2 separate regions of the Triticum aestivum genome follow, and region 2 is linked to region 1. Evidence: chromatin contacts called from public Hi-C data. All regions are on one chromosome and are shown on one strand. The core of a region is the stretch at or near the end of the contact, and the rest is flanking DNA. Distances in the headings are between cores, read along the strand shown. Region 1 holds the start of LOC123121494 (protein Brevis radix-like 1). Region 2 holds the start of LOC123121495 (phospholipid:diacylglycerol acyltransferase 1).

What was found. Hi-C and Micro-C count contacts between places; a contact is called where the count stands out from the background.
Region 2: a contact with region 1 is called in a Hi-C map of leaf, with 4 times the contacts expected there. The contact joins the promoter of LOC123121495 here to the promoter of LOC123121494 in region 1. A contact is called at or near these places in 2 of 5 Hi-C or Micro-C datasets (both in leaf).

What each region holds. Positions count from the first base shown.
Region 1 is chr5D:325,761,460-325,768,029 of IWGSC CS RefSeq v2.1, forward strand. LOC123121494 (protein Brevis radix-like 1) reads right to left here and starts at 3,271. Exons shown (of 5, transcript XM_044541493.1): 1 at 2,833-3,271; 2 at 2,202-2,599. The coding sequence starts at 2,988.
Region 2 is chr5D:325,924,047-325,930,616 of IWGSC CS RefSeq v2.1, forward strand. LOC123121495 (phospholipid:diacylglycerol acyltransferase 1) reads left to right here and starts at 3,533. Exons shown (of 6, transcript XM_044541494.1): 1 at 3,533-4,331; 2 at 6,186-6,408; 3 at 6,510-6,570. The coding sequence starts at 3,841.

The sequences.
Region 1 (6,570 bases), core at 2,021-4,520:
CGACTGATCCATACGTCAATGGAATGACAAGTAGTGCATCCCGTGACAACGTTGGCAATCAGACTAATGTTACTTCACAAACTACCAAGTTTTGAATTGGCCCTACTTGCCTTAGATCTAGACCCAGTGAACTAAATAAAACAACACCTGCACCCATGTTAAGGTCCAGCTAGTGTTTCGACCATAAAATACTATTTTATCCCTAATGATACTAGTGGGGACCAATCAACATAGTTGGCCACAAGGAGCTCCCCACAAGAACGTTATTTTAACAACATTACTATGTTCACAAAAAAATCTTAGAACGACTATTATAAACTCAATCCGAACACTACAAATTTATAATGAGCATATTTTCACATGCACATTTTTAAATTTATAGTGCCAGGACTAAGTTTGCAAAAGTGGTTTGTAAGATCTGATTATGAGTGTAATATTGTTGGAACTAAAACTCTACACATGAGCAAAAATGCTTCCAATTAGAGGACCATGTTGGTTGCCTCTCCTGATAAGCCCGTGCAGACAGACCCAGCTACATATCAGTAAGACCACAAGCCAAGCAAATGGCCAAAGAAAAGAGAGGATCAGAACTTTTCTGATCCAACACTCATCTTTCCATTGAAGCTTCTTTATTGACTACCCAGTTGAGAGGTAGCTTGTGGGCGTTTCAAGTCTATCCCCTGATAATACTACCTCTTCCGAGAGAGGAAGAGTCATTGCCAGCACAGCAAATGTATGGCTCTGGTAGCATAAAGTACAAATGTGCAACCTGAACTTGCCTGTCATAGTATTGGTAAGTTCAAAATTCATAACCAGTTGATACACTGGAGCTGCTACACCTCTACCATGGACAACTGACATGATCCCGTAAACTCTATAATGTATGAATCAAAATTCTAATCTGACAACTATATAACATGCATTGTGACACATCTAGAATTCAACCTGGCTGGAGCACGCCGGGGGCTAAATCTAGAGTTGACAATTAGTACCATTTTCACTGCTATTTACAATGTGCCCGATTGTTCTCGTTAGAGAACATCCAGTTGGAAAATTTAAAAGAACAAGGATTTACTAACTGTAGAACACATAATAATGGCAAAATAGGGTGGCAAATAAATCGTAGAGTAGTATGTAGTATTGCACATTAGCAAAAGTGCTGCAGTCAAGAGTCCATGTTGGATGGCTCTCCTGATAACCCGGTGTGGAGGGACCCAACTAGTACATCTCAATAAGAAGGCCACCAGCCAAGCAAATGGCCAAAGAAAAGAGAGGAGCAGAATTTTTCTGTTCCAACGTCTTTCAATTAAGCTTCTGTATTGGATACCCAGATGGGATGTAGCTTGTGGGCCTCTTTGTGTCTCTATCCCATGATAATACCACCCCTTTGGTGGAGAGGAAGCATCATCGCCAGCACAGCAGATGTATCATTTTCATAGCCTAAAGTACAAATGTGCAAGCTGGACTTGCCCCCACATAGGACTGGTAAGTTCAAAATTCATAGCAAGTTGATGCACTGGAGCTTCTATGATCTACCGGCTCCTCACACAACATGCATTCTGACACATCTAGACTTCGACCTGGCTAGAGCACGTGAGGGGTTAAATGGAGGGCCTATTCTAAAGTCAATGCGCCAGATTGTTCCCGTTCACAGCTCATCCAGTGTGTAAAATCTCAAGGGATTTACTATCTATATATAGGACACATAGCGGTGAGGAAAAAGTGTAGCACATATTTTTGTAGTGCATAATCCAAAAAGAATCCCTCTGTAAACTAATATCTTTAGTGATCTAAAACGTCTTATATTATTTTACAGAGGTAGTACTTATTTAAAAAAAGGCTTAAACAAGAGGTTAACCAAGAAAGCCTTAGGCTCAAATGTTTAACTATTCACATTAGGCATTTCTCAAAGAAAATTGTAGTAACTCTGCACTGAGTAGTAAAAAAGATGAAAGATACTAGTTGGAACTTCAATTCGTCGAGAGTTTTTCAACGCATTGCGCTTCATCCATCTGCATTTTTTTACTAAATTTAACAAAAACATTTTTCTACTCATACGCAAGAGGATCTCAAAATTTCGATCACATTTTCTGAAAATGTAAACTAAGCCAACAAGATATTTTTCCAGCCAACAATCAGAGTAATGCACTGGAGAAAAAAAAATGCAAATAATGCAGGCGCAATCGCGTGAGAGCACACACCTGAATCGGATGCGTTTGAGGTCGTTGCCACCTTGCGGCAGCGAGACGAAGGTGATGAGGACGCCGGGCTCCACCTGCGCCACCCACTCCTTGGCGTTGTCCTCCTTGCCGCCGCCGCCGCCGCCAGATGACATCCCGTCCTCCTCCTCTTCTTCCTCCTCGTCGCCGGCGGGGAAGTCGGTGCGCGCGCTCATGGATGGCGTGGCCTCCCCGCTGGAGCCGCCGCCCGCGGCGCGGCGGTAGGCGTAGTGGAAGCGGTCGGAGGCGTCGGAGCCCCGGAAGCCGCTGCCGCCGCGGTGGTGGTACGGGTGGTGGCGCCCCGAGGCCCCCGCGGAGGAGCCGGCGCAGGGCTTGCAGTGCCGGTACGCGCCCGACGCCTTGAGCGCCATGTCCTTGATCTGAACCCAAGAAAATCCCCCGTCAATTCAGTCCCACCCGATCCGATGATTACGACCTCGAGACAAGATTCCAAGACCTAAAAGGCGTAACCTTCCAGACAGATTCAGACGAATTAAAAAAATCGTCATCTCCTTTCGGCGGATGAACAGAACAAGAGAAACAGAACAAAAAATCGACATTTCAAGCAGAACTCCAGTGGCAAGAGATACAAGCACAGTCCCGAGAGCCCAACCTGGGCCGTGAGCGCCTTGATGGCCTGCCGGGTGCTGGGCGTGGCAGCGCCTCCCACGCCCGCGCCGGCATCGACGACGTCCTCGTCCTCCGGCGGCTCGTGCAGCGGCGGCACCCCGCCGCCGAGCTGCCTGGAGCAGGCGATGCACGTGAGCATCCCGCCGCCGGCGAGCGCGAGCACGCACGCCCCCTCTGACCGACGGACAGCGACAGACCCGGAAAGCGAAATCGGGAGCGGCGCGCGGCCTTAAATGGCGGGGCGGCACGTAGCGTAGCGCACGGACGGCGACACGGGCCACGACGTGGCGGAGCAAGTACACGCGCGCGCACGCACGCCCCTCCTCGCCTCCGATCTCGAGCTCGAGTTAAGGGCATTAATGGCCGGATTAGTATAGTATCGCGGTTTTAATGGCAGCAGCCGCACTGCGGCACGAGCCAAGTGGGATTTAATTTATGGAGCGGCGTCTCCACTGTGGCTCGACTGGATCGACGGACCCATCAATGTAATGTAAAGCTTCCCTGACACGCCCCTGGTGGGTGGCGGGCCCCCGAGGGGCCGCGTCCGTGTGGCCACTGGCAGGAGCAGTAGTACTCGCCATTGCCATGGCCAGCGCAGAGAGAGAGAGAGTGAGAGTGAGTAGTAGCAGCGGCAATAGTAGAGCTTTTTTGTTTGTTCGCGAGCATGTGTGTTTCGACGGGGGTTTGGGTTGGTGCTGGGTGAAAAGGGTGAGGTTCAGATATGTCGTGAGGAGTGTAATTTTTCATTGAGATTCATGTGGGCAGCGGTTTCATATGGACTCCCGGGGTTAATTTTAACTTAGGTTTCTGACTCCCAGATTCGCCTCGAGAGGCGTGCTCTCCAGCTCGAACGATCTTCTGAATCTCTTTTGCTTAAATATTCATAGGCTCATTCCCACCTTCGGCGCCTGGTTTTGGATCATCTACTACTTTGATTGCCACCGTTGCCACGATGCTTTGGGTACTTGTGCCGCTCTAGGCACCTCGGTGGATTATACGGATATAAGCAACCCACAAGAATCGACCGTTTCGAAAAGACATGCAAGCAACCTCAAAACCAATAATGTCAAGAAAAGACACCTTCCCTAGGGAAAAAAAACATGCGATTTAAGGGCATCTCCAACGCTATTAAAAAAAAGCATCTCCAACGCTGATGTTCAAACACCTCTCAACCGTCCGAACTAGGAAAGTCAGCCAACGCGGGTCCGTATCGATACGCAGAGCAGTCCGAACATACTTTCTCCCGCAAACTAGAGACAAACGTGGGACTTTACGGCCATTCGGACAGCACCCACGCGGCCACGCCCGCTTCTGTCCATTCTGGCCCACCCAAACCTCCTCCTCCCTCGTCTGCACGCGCTCCCGCACTGCGCCAGGTGCCTCCATTTATGCCGCTGGTGAGCAGCCCAGAACGAACACGACCTCCCACTGCCTCTGCCATTGAAGCGACGCGCCGGCCGAGGGCGCCGCCTGATGAAGCTATGTACCTAGGGTAGGGTCATAGGCCTGTCCAAGATACCCTCCCCAAGGACATCACCCTAAAACCAGAAGCATTCGAAGAAGAATCATCATCCACTCGACCATGGAGCGTTCCACTCGGAAGACTCGAAGTCACTCGACCATGGAGACTGTCACTCGACCGCTAGAAGATCTAAAGCCACTCCGTACTGCAACGGTCGGACATTACGTCGTAGCTTTAATGGTCATTATGTCTCTTTATTGCTAGCGTTACCAGTAACGCCCCCCTCTTGATGTACCTTAAATCCCTTGTAACGTGGGCTGGCTGGGGCCCTGGCGCACTCTATATAAGCCACCCCCTCCACATGCACAAGGGTTCGCACCCCCTGTAGCACACACGCATATAATCCAGTCGACCGCCTCCGGGCACCGAGACGTAGGGTTGTTACTTCCTCCGAGAAGGGCCTGAACTCGTAAAACTCATGCGTACAACTTCTCCATAGCTAGGATCTTGCCTCTACATCCCTACCCCTATTCTACTGTCAGACTTAGAACCACGACAGTTGGCGCCCACCATGGGGCAGGTGTCTTAGCGACTTGTTGGAGAGGTTGCAATTTTTCCGATCCCCATCAGCATGGTTTCAGGCGGAGGATTGGCCGAGGGCCGCGAGATCCGTCTCGGCGCGCTCGTGTTCGTCGCCGACGACTCCGCTTGGCTCCAAGAGGCTCCACTCGACGGCGTCCTCCTGCGGCAGCCGTCAACTCAGTATCGGCCGGCTCCTGTGGCGTCTTCACTCCCTGCTGCCCGCCGACGCAAGCGTTCCGGTCGGTCGAGGCTCCAGCGGTGGGTGCAGCACGCGGTGGCTCGCCAGTCGGTCATCCCCCAAGTCGCGGCAATCGAGCCCGACGAAACTCTCTACGGCATGTTCGACTGGCTCCGTCGAGACTGCATCCGAGTGCGACAGCAGTGACCCCGCGGCGGAAGTCTTGATGGTCAATGGACCACGTAGTCCACCTGGCTTCCCCCGCGACGACGGTGGTGACGGTGGAGGCGATCCGTCGTGTGTCCACGAGGAGTACCTCCCCGAGCCCCTCTCTTCGCAGCAAAGGGAAGAGCTTCGTCGCCGTAATATGGATGCACTTCACACTCCAATCGTTGGAGAAACCCCCGAGGCCCGGGCCTTGGAGGAGGCGCGCTTGGCCAACTTGGCTGAACGCACTCGACTGGAGAACCTCCAGCACGCACTCGATGAGCGTGCTCGGCAGCGGGTTCCTGAGTCCAGTCGACGACAACTGTTTCCGCCTCCGACTCAGGTATATCAAACTCCGATCCAGAATCTCACAGCTGCGGCCCGAATAGCAGAGTCGATTCAGCCTTCCCAGTCGGAGGCTGGTAGAGGTTTGATGCAGATCCGAGCTTTGCTCCAGGCGGCGGGGGAGCAGAACACAGCAGTGTCACAGTCTCGGAACAGGATTCATAGTAGATCTGTAATGGCAGACACAGTTCAGTCGGCTCACAGCCCAAGATCGCCTCCAAGGCGTGAGGGACGTGGAGACCGACAGGATCAGTACAGAAACCGTGAGCAGTATGATCGACGTCGAGTACCCACACCTTCCCCAAGGAGTGGGTCATACGCACCTCAGCAACACGATGACAGACGCCCTCACAGTGGTGGGCGAAGGATTCCAGTCGACCCCCGGGAGCCGGGCTTTGACGCGAGATCCATTCTTGTTCAAGGTCTGGTTGACAGGAACAGGGCACACAGAGATGGCCACGATAGAGATTATCCGACGGACAACAGAGTGCATGTTTCAGGCCCCGGGTGTTTCAGCAGAGCCATCAAAGCAGCAGTGATTCCTCCCAACTTCAGGTTGGCGACTGGAGTCAGCAAGTTCACTGGTGAATCCAAGCCTGACACTTGGTTAGAGGACTACCGAGTGGCTGTGCAGATTGGTGGTGGCAATGATGAAGTGGCCATGAAGCACCTTCCTCTGATGTTGCAGGGCTCGGCCAGAGCGTGGTTGAATCAGTTAACACCCGGCAGTATTTATAGTTGGGAAGAACTTGCCCAAGTGTTTGTTAGAACATTTGAAGGTACATGCAAATGACCAGCAGGGCTAACAAAGCTACAATCTTGTGTGCAGAAGCCGAATGAAACCTTGAGGGATTATATCCAGAGATGGATCACGTTGCACCACACGGTGGAAAATGTGTCAGGTCACCAAGCAGTTTGTGCCTTCAAGGAAGGTGTCAAATATCGAG
Region 2 (6,570 bases), core at 2,283-4,782, 160 kb after region 1:
TTTTTTAGTCCCAACTTATAAGTCCCAAGTCCCTAATAAGTTCCTACTTGTTTGGTTCCTGGGACTTAACATGGACTAAAAGACCATATTACAATTATAAGTCCCTATAAGTCCCTCCTTGAGAGTGTTATTTCATAAGTTCCAAATGCCCACTTTAAGTCCCTATAAATCCCTCATGTTTGGTTTAGATGAGACTTAAAGGGATTTATTTAAGTTCCTACATCAATAAGTCCCTGTAACCAAACACCCCCTTAGAAGCATACGCGATGGATTTGATGATCAGCCAAAAGTAGACGAGGCACAACACATGCGGCGTGATTTATACTAGTACAACTTAAGAGCATGTACGGGTCGGTCGGCGTGGCAAACAAGTTCTTTTTTTAGGGGACAACGAAGTGGTTGTGGGCCTGGGCTCCTCCCCGACCTCAACGAAGCGTGGGCCGGTGGTAGGTGCAATTGTTTGTTAGGGGCGGAGAGCGGGCCTTCCTTTTTTTCCCCTTCTCTCGAGTTGGGCTGATGCACAACGATCACTGCAGCAGTTTCCTCGAGCGACATATTGCACATTTTCGCTGCAGGTTGAATTGATGGTACTGATGTGGATGACAAAAAAAAGCTTTCCATACTGATCTACTCCTGCTCCGTAGTAGTGAGCGGAGAAAAATAACTCCAGATGCAACTGCGGTCGGCTCAACCCATAGCGAATTTATTCCGGACAATTGTGTCAGCGTCGCTCATAAGAACAGAGCAGAGTATCGCTTAATCATTCCAGGACTAGGATCAACGTTAAAGGGCCCACTGCCGACGCCGACGCCGCTGTGATCCGACACCCAACATCTTTTCCCTGAGCAAAACAGACAGGATTCTAGCAATACTTTATTTTAGTTCCCTGCGTACACCACAGACTCCTACCAAAGAATCTCTCCGTAAAGAAATGCTTATCTTCCCCCGCGAAAGAAAAATGCTTATGTTCTCTCACCACCATGCTAGAAAGAATCTTACGACACTTTGATGCAGTTGCTTGTAGTGTCCTGGAGGTAAGTTGCTGCTAGATTCAGAATGACACGAAAAGAAAAGGAGTCAATTACACCAGTGGTGCCACAATTTTACGCGAAAAGTCGGTTTAGTGCTAAAACTTGCAGCATACATTAAATTGATGCCGTAACTTGGTTTTAACGTGCATATACGGTGTAAATTATGTTTCTATACGAATACGATGCTGATTAGCCACGCCAACATGGCACAGGACCCACTGTTAGTGTCTAGGCGATAAAGAGGACGTGTGCATGCTATTTTGCAATAAAACCTCAGAATCTTTTTCTCACAAAAAAGCACCTGCCGCGGACGCAAGGATCCACTCGTCAGCGTGACAGAAATAATTGAAAAAAGCTGCGCTCAGGCAACCACCTGATCACAATAGCTTTTCACGTTATAATCAGATACCGCAACTATATATTCTTTTAACTCTAAGTTGGATACAGTCCCTACAGCCTATTTTGCACTGTTTTTTATAAATTTGTATAATGTATGTAATTAGTAATCCTCCATTATAAATAATGTACATATAAATAAATAAATTACATTGTAAAATAACCCGTATTAATTTAACATTTAACCATGTAATTAAATTAAAAATTACCAATTTTTTCATGTAATAATTCGCATATAGAATAAAACATATATTCAATAAATGCTTAAGTTTAAAATTGTTCAAAGTTTAAAAAATATATTAGTGTAATATATAAAACTTTTCATGCTTTAAGAAAGTGTTTATTTTTCATATATTTTAACAAATACTTTTATAAGTTTTAAAATGTTCACAGTTTTGCAAAATATTCATGTAGTATATAAAAGTGTTCATCCCTGCGGCAGCTATTTTTTAATTATTTTGCGGCACTGACAAGTGGACCCTTGTGGCCGTGGCAGGGGCTTTTTCATGAGAAAAACATTTGAGTTTTTTTTCTGCAAAATAGCAGGCCACACACCCTTTTTGCCGTCCAGTTGCCATGTTGGCGCGCCTAAGCAGGACCTTGTTTGTATAGAAACATAATTTGCACCATTTCAATGCACACCACAAGTTTTAGCATTAAACTGACTTTTCATGCCAAGTTATGGCATCAGTGGTGTAATTGACTCAAAGAAAAATAAACCAAACTCCAGCCGGATATGTAGAACGAGGACGGGTTTCTATTTAAAGAATTTTAACAAAGTATGTGTTATACTCCGGATGTTAAGGTTGACACGATACAAGCACATTGTGAAGGCCATCTACTTGATCCGGTGCCCATTCCCCACCACTATGTAGATGCGGGTCTGCAGGAGCATGATGTTCGAGTGGGACTGCACATGCTAGGACATGAAATCATTGTCTTTGCTATTGCCGTCGAGGAACAAAAATGCATACGAGGGCATATGGATGTTGTTGGATGACCGACATACGTGTTGAAACTGACTATCCATATAGAACAAACGAATGATGCATGCATGCTGAAATGCGACGACGTCTCATGACGGGAGTTTCAGTCGCGGTCATGTACCATAATCAGCACTCATAACACAATCTGAAATCGTCATGGTGCATGGCGTGGTTGCTCGCCACCTAATTGCACCATAATGATAGGTTCCTTGGGGTAGGCGTGCTAGGGGAATGGCAAGGGCAATGAGATGTCACCTAATGAACATGGAATCATACAACCATTCGATTTACCGCCAACGAAGGGAAGGACGCCCATTATGACGAAAGAATGCCAACAGAGAGAAGGATGACCATTATGACAGAAGAATAGGCGTGCCAGGGGAGCGACAAGGGCAATGAGATGTCACCGAGTGAACATAGAATCGTACAACCATTCTATTTACCGCCAACACAGAGAAGGGCAACCATCATGGCAGAAGAAGGACGATCTTGCTAGGATCATTAGCAAAGCAAGGTGCATGGGATTTTAAGGACGATAGAAATATTTACAAGAAGAACACAAGCCAGTGGATGATTGGACATGCCAATTGATAACGTGCTAGCTTTAGAAAAACTTAAATGTAACATCTCCAGTAAAAGCTTTTCTTCATGCTGTCCAGATGTCCCTCGCGTCTTGTTAAAGCCACCGTTCTAGACAAGACGAGGCCAAACCTTAAAATTTGCAACTAGTAATATTTATCAAAAATAGATACTTGAACTTGAATATATTCAGAGGAATTTAAATTATTTCAAGCCCATTATTACATGAGAATGGATCGTGCTCTGCACCTTGAATGTAAACGGAAAAAAGAAAAACCGTGCCAACCGAAAGATTACGTTTTACTGTAAAAAAAAACCCCAGAAAGATCACGTTTTGGCGAGGTTCTGCTATGGTTGGTTCGCCATTATCATTTGTGCAAAGCTACGCTGGCCCCACTTCACCGTCCCCGTCCTTGACCGCCACCCGTGGGCCCCGCACATGTTCCAATCAATAGAGGCAGGCGAACTCCGCCCCCACCACCTCACCTCACCCGCACCGCGTCTTCACGAACCACAGACCCGTCCCGTGCCGCCGGGCCCACGTCAGCAGGCACTCGTGGCCAGCTCGGCGCACGTACATCGGGCGCAGGGATCGCTCCGGTGCGGCGCGACGGTCGCCTACGGCCTCGAGCCTCCTCCCTCTCCCGACCTCACAAACGCTAGCCCCGCGAGGCCGCCCCGCCCCTCCCGACCTCGCCCCCTCCGCCTCCTTGGGCCCCGCCGCCGGCTTAGGGTTTCGCGGGCCAGGCCCCCTCCCGGCCACCGCCGGCGATGCGAGTGCGCCCGCGCAGGTAGCCCCGCCCCGCCCCGCACCGCCCACCGATCCCATTCGCCCGCCCGCGCGCGCCATGTCGCTCCTACGGAGGCGGAGGCAGCAGCAGTCGCCGCCGCCGCCCTCGCCGGGCGACGACAGCAATGGCTCCGACCACGACGACAAGGACAAGGACAAGGGGAAGAAGCTGGCGCAGGAGCAGCCGTCCTCCTCCGCCTCCGCGCCGCCGTCCAAGGAGGCCGGGAGGCGGGCCAAGGGCAAGTGGTCGTGCGTGGACAGCTGCTGCTGGCTCGTGGGCTGCGTCTGCTCCTCCTGGTGGCTGCTGCTCTTCCTCTACAACGCCATGCCGGCCTCCTTCCCGCAGTACGTCACGGAGGCCATCACGGGCCCGCTCCCGGACCCGCCCGGGGTCAAGCTGCAGAAGGAGGGGCTGCACGCCAAGCACCCCGTCATCTTCGTGCCGGGGATCGTCACCGGAGGGCTCGAGCTCTGGGAGGGCCACCACTGCGCCGAGGGGCTCTTCCGGAAGCGCCTCTGGGGCGGCACATTCGGCGACGTGTACAAGAGGTCGCTTTCTTACCTGTTAGGTGTTGCATTCGCATCCGTCGCGTGTCCGTTAAGTCTCTACTTTGTTTGATCGTTATTAGGGCTGCTTTAGTAATCGACGCTAGGATCCTTTAATAGAATCAGTCCCATGTTATTCTTTTTGGCTTGCTTTGTTGTTTGTCGAGCTTTTGGGAATTGTTTTGGCAGAGTTAGGACTTCAGGACAGTAGTCTGATTCCATAGGCTGTCATTCCCTCGTGTTCTCTAACGCCCTTTCCGTAGATTTATTTTATATCTTATTAACGTATCTGAGCTGTAGGACTAGAGGTTCGTCCCAGATATTCTGAAATCTGGGTCAGGCTCTATGATCCCTCAATGCCGAGGTGCTCAGTCAAGAACTGGGACTTAGGTGCTCAATAGAAAGTTGGTTCCAATTTTGGATGGTTTTTATTACTTTCTCAATGGTTGTTTTGTTACGGTGCAGGGATTAGTATTCTTGGTAATTTGAACTTTATTTGTGTTTCTTAAGCTAGTTTTGTACTGTTTAATTGTGTAAGTACTTGGTATATTTATATGAAATGTTGGGTGTGACAATCACTTTCAGCTGCCTTGAAATGCTGGTTTTTGTTACTAGCATGGGAGCAGGATTTGAGTGGGCAAGATGTGACTTTGAGAGCTGCATGGAGTGCACATGTTGTAAAACTAGGCAACATTGTGTCCCCCACTGGCTATGAGGGGATGTTGATATAGGGAAATTCTTGTACAAGAGAAATCTAGATTATGTGTGTTCAGGTCCTTTAGAAGAAATTATAATTTGCGTTAAATAAAGCTTTTGATGTAGTCATGGGATGCCTTTTGGAGTAGATATTTATATCCGACTGTTTCATTATTTGTTATTCAAATACTGCTTTTCTGGAAAGGTCGATGTTGCCTACTTTCTGGTGAGTGTAATAACGTGATCCCTGAACAGCATACCGGCTATTCCTTCTAAGCCTTGTGTTGTTGAGCTATCCCTATGTAGGAAAAGTAGATGACTCACTTTGCATTGAAGTAACTGCCTTTATTTACAGTCACATTTTGGCAGGGGTGGTAATCTTGGTGCTCTGCTTGTTTGCAAAACTTCAGATTCTACAGTAAAATATCTTGTTTAGAGAAAAGCCTAATTTGAATCCTAAAACTTATGTGCTAGAAAACTAATTAATGTAGTCTTTTAGTGTTTCGTTTCTTCGTTCAATTTCGATTCCTGCATTCCCTTGGGAAATTAGAAATCTCATTCAGGGGCTTGTGTATCGTGCTATATATGACATTAAAAGTTCAGCACTGTAGCAATCTCTTGTGGGATTAGCTGTTACATGGTATATGGCATTGTATTTACTTTGTTGTAAATACCTGCATTAAAATGTTACAGTCTGAACAAATTTAATATCCTGAACCCTGTTACCAAGAATGAAGTTGATATTTTACAAATAGAAGCAGAGTCTAAATCTCTTATGACATAGCTTCAGTCTTGAAACTGAAATATCCATGCAAAGCTAGATGCTATACTGCCCGCTGTAACATGGATTGACCCGAGAGTTATACTTCATTTGATGCTGTATTACAGTCACTACTGCTAAGGTTACATGTTACAGAGTTTGTTACTTTTTGATTTTTAGTTTATTGTTTATTTTTTCCAACTCTTTCTACTGAAGGAGCTTTTGCCTAGAATAGGTGCTCTTTATGTTTTGCCTGCAGTCATCAAAGCTTACTTATCATATACTCTAAGTTGGTTATTGTACTAGTCTCCTTCATTTTGCTAGAGCATTCTTTTGGGTACAGTTGTGCACTGACCTGCTTCTGCTTGCAATCTCTTTCATCCTCTTGAAACATTTTTCAGGCCTTTATGCTGGATTGAACATATGTCATTGGACAACGAAACTGGATTAGATAAACCAGGAATAAGAGTTAGGCCGGTCACAGGCCTTGTCGCAGCTGACTATTTTGTCCCTGGCTATTTTGTTTGGGCAGTCCTGATTGCCAATTTAGCTCGGATTGGATATGAAGAAAAGAACATGTACATGGCTGCTTATGATTGGAGGTTATCATTCCAGAACACTGAGGTATGACATAGATTGCATCATTAGCTATATTTTCTTCGTTATGTGAATGCTACTGATATATGATGCTCTGTCATGTTTCTAATTTAAATTGCCATCTGCAGACCCGTGATCAAACATTGAGCAGAATAAAGAGTAACATTGAGCTCTTGGTAGCGACTAATG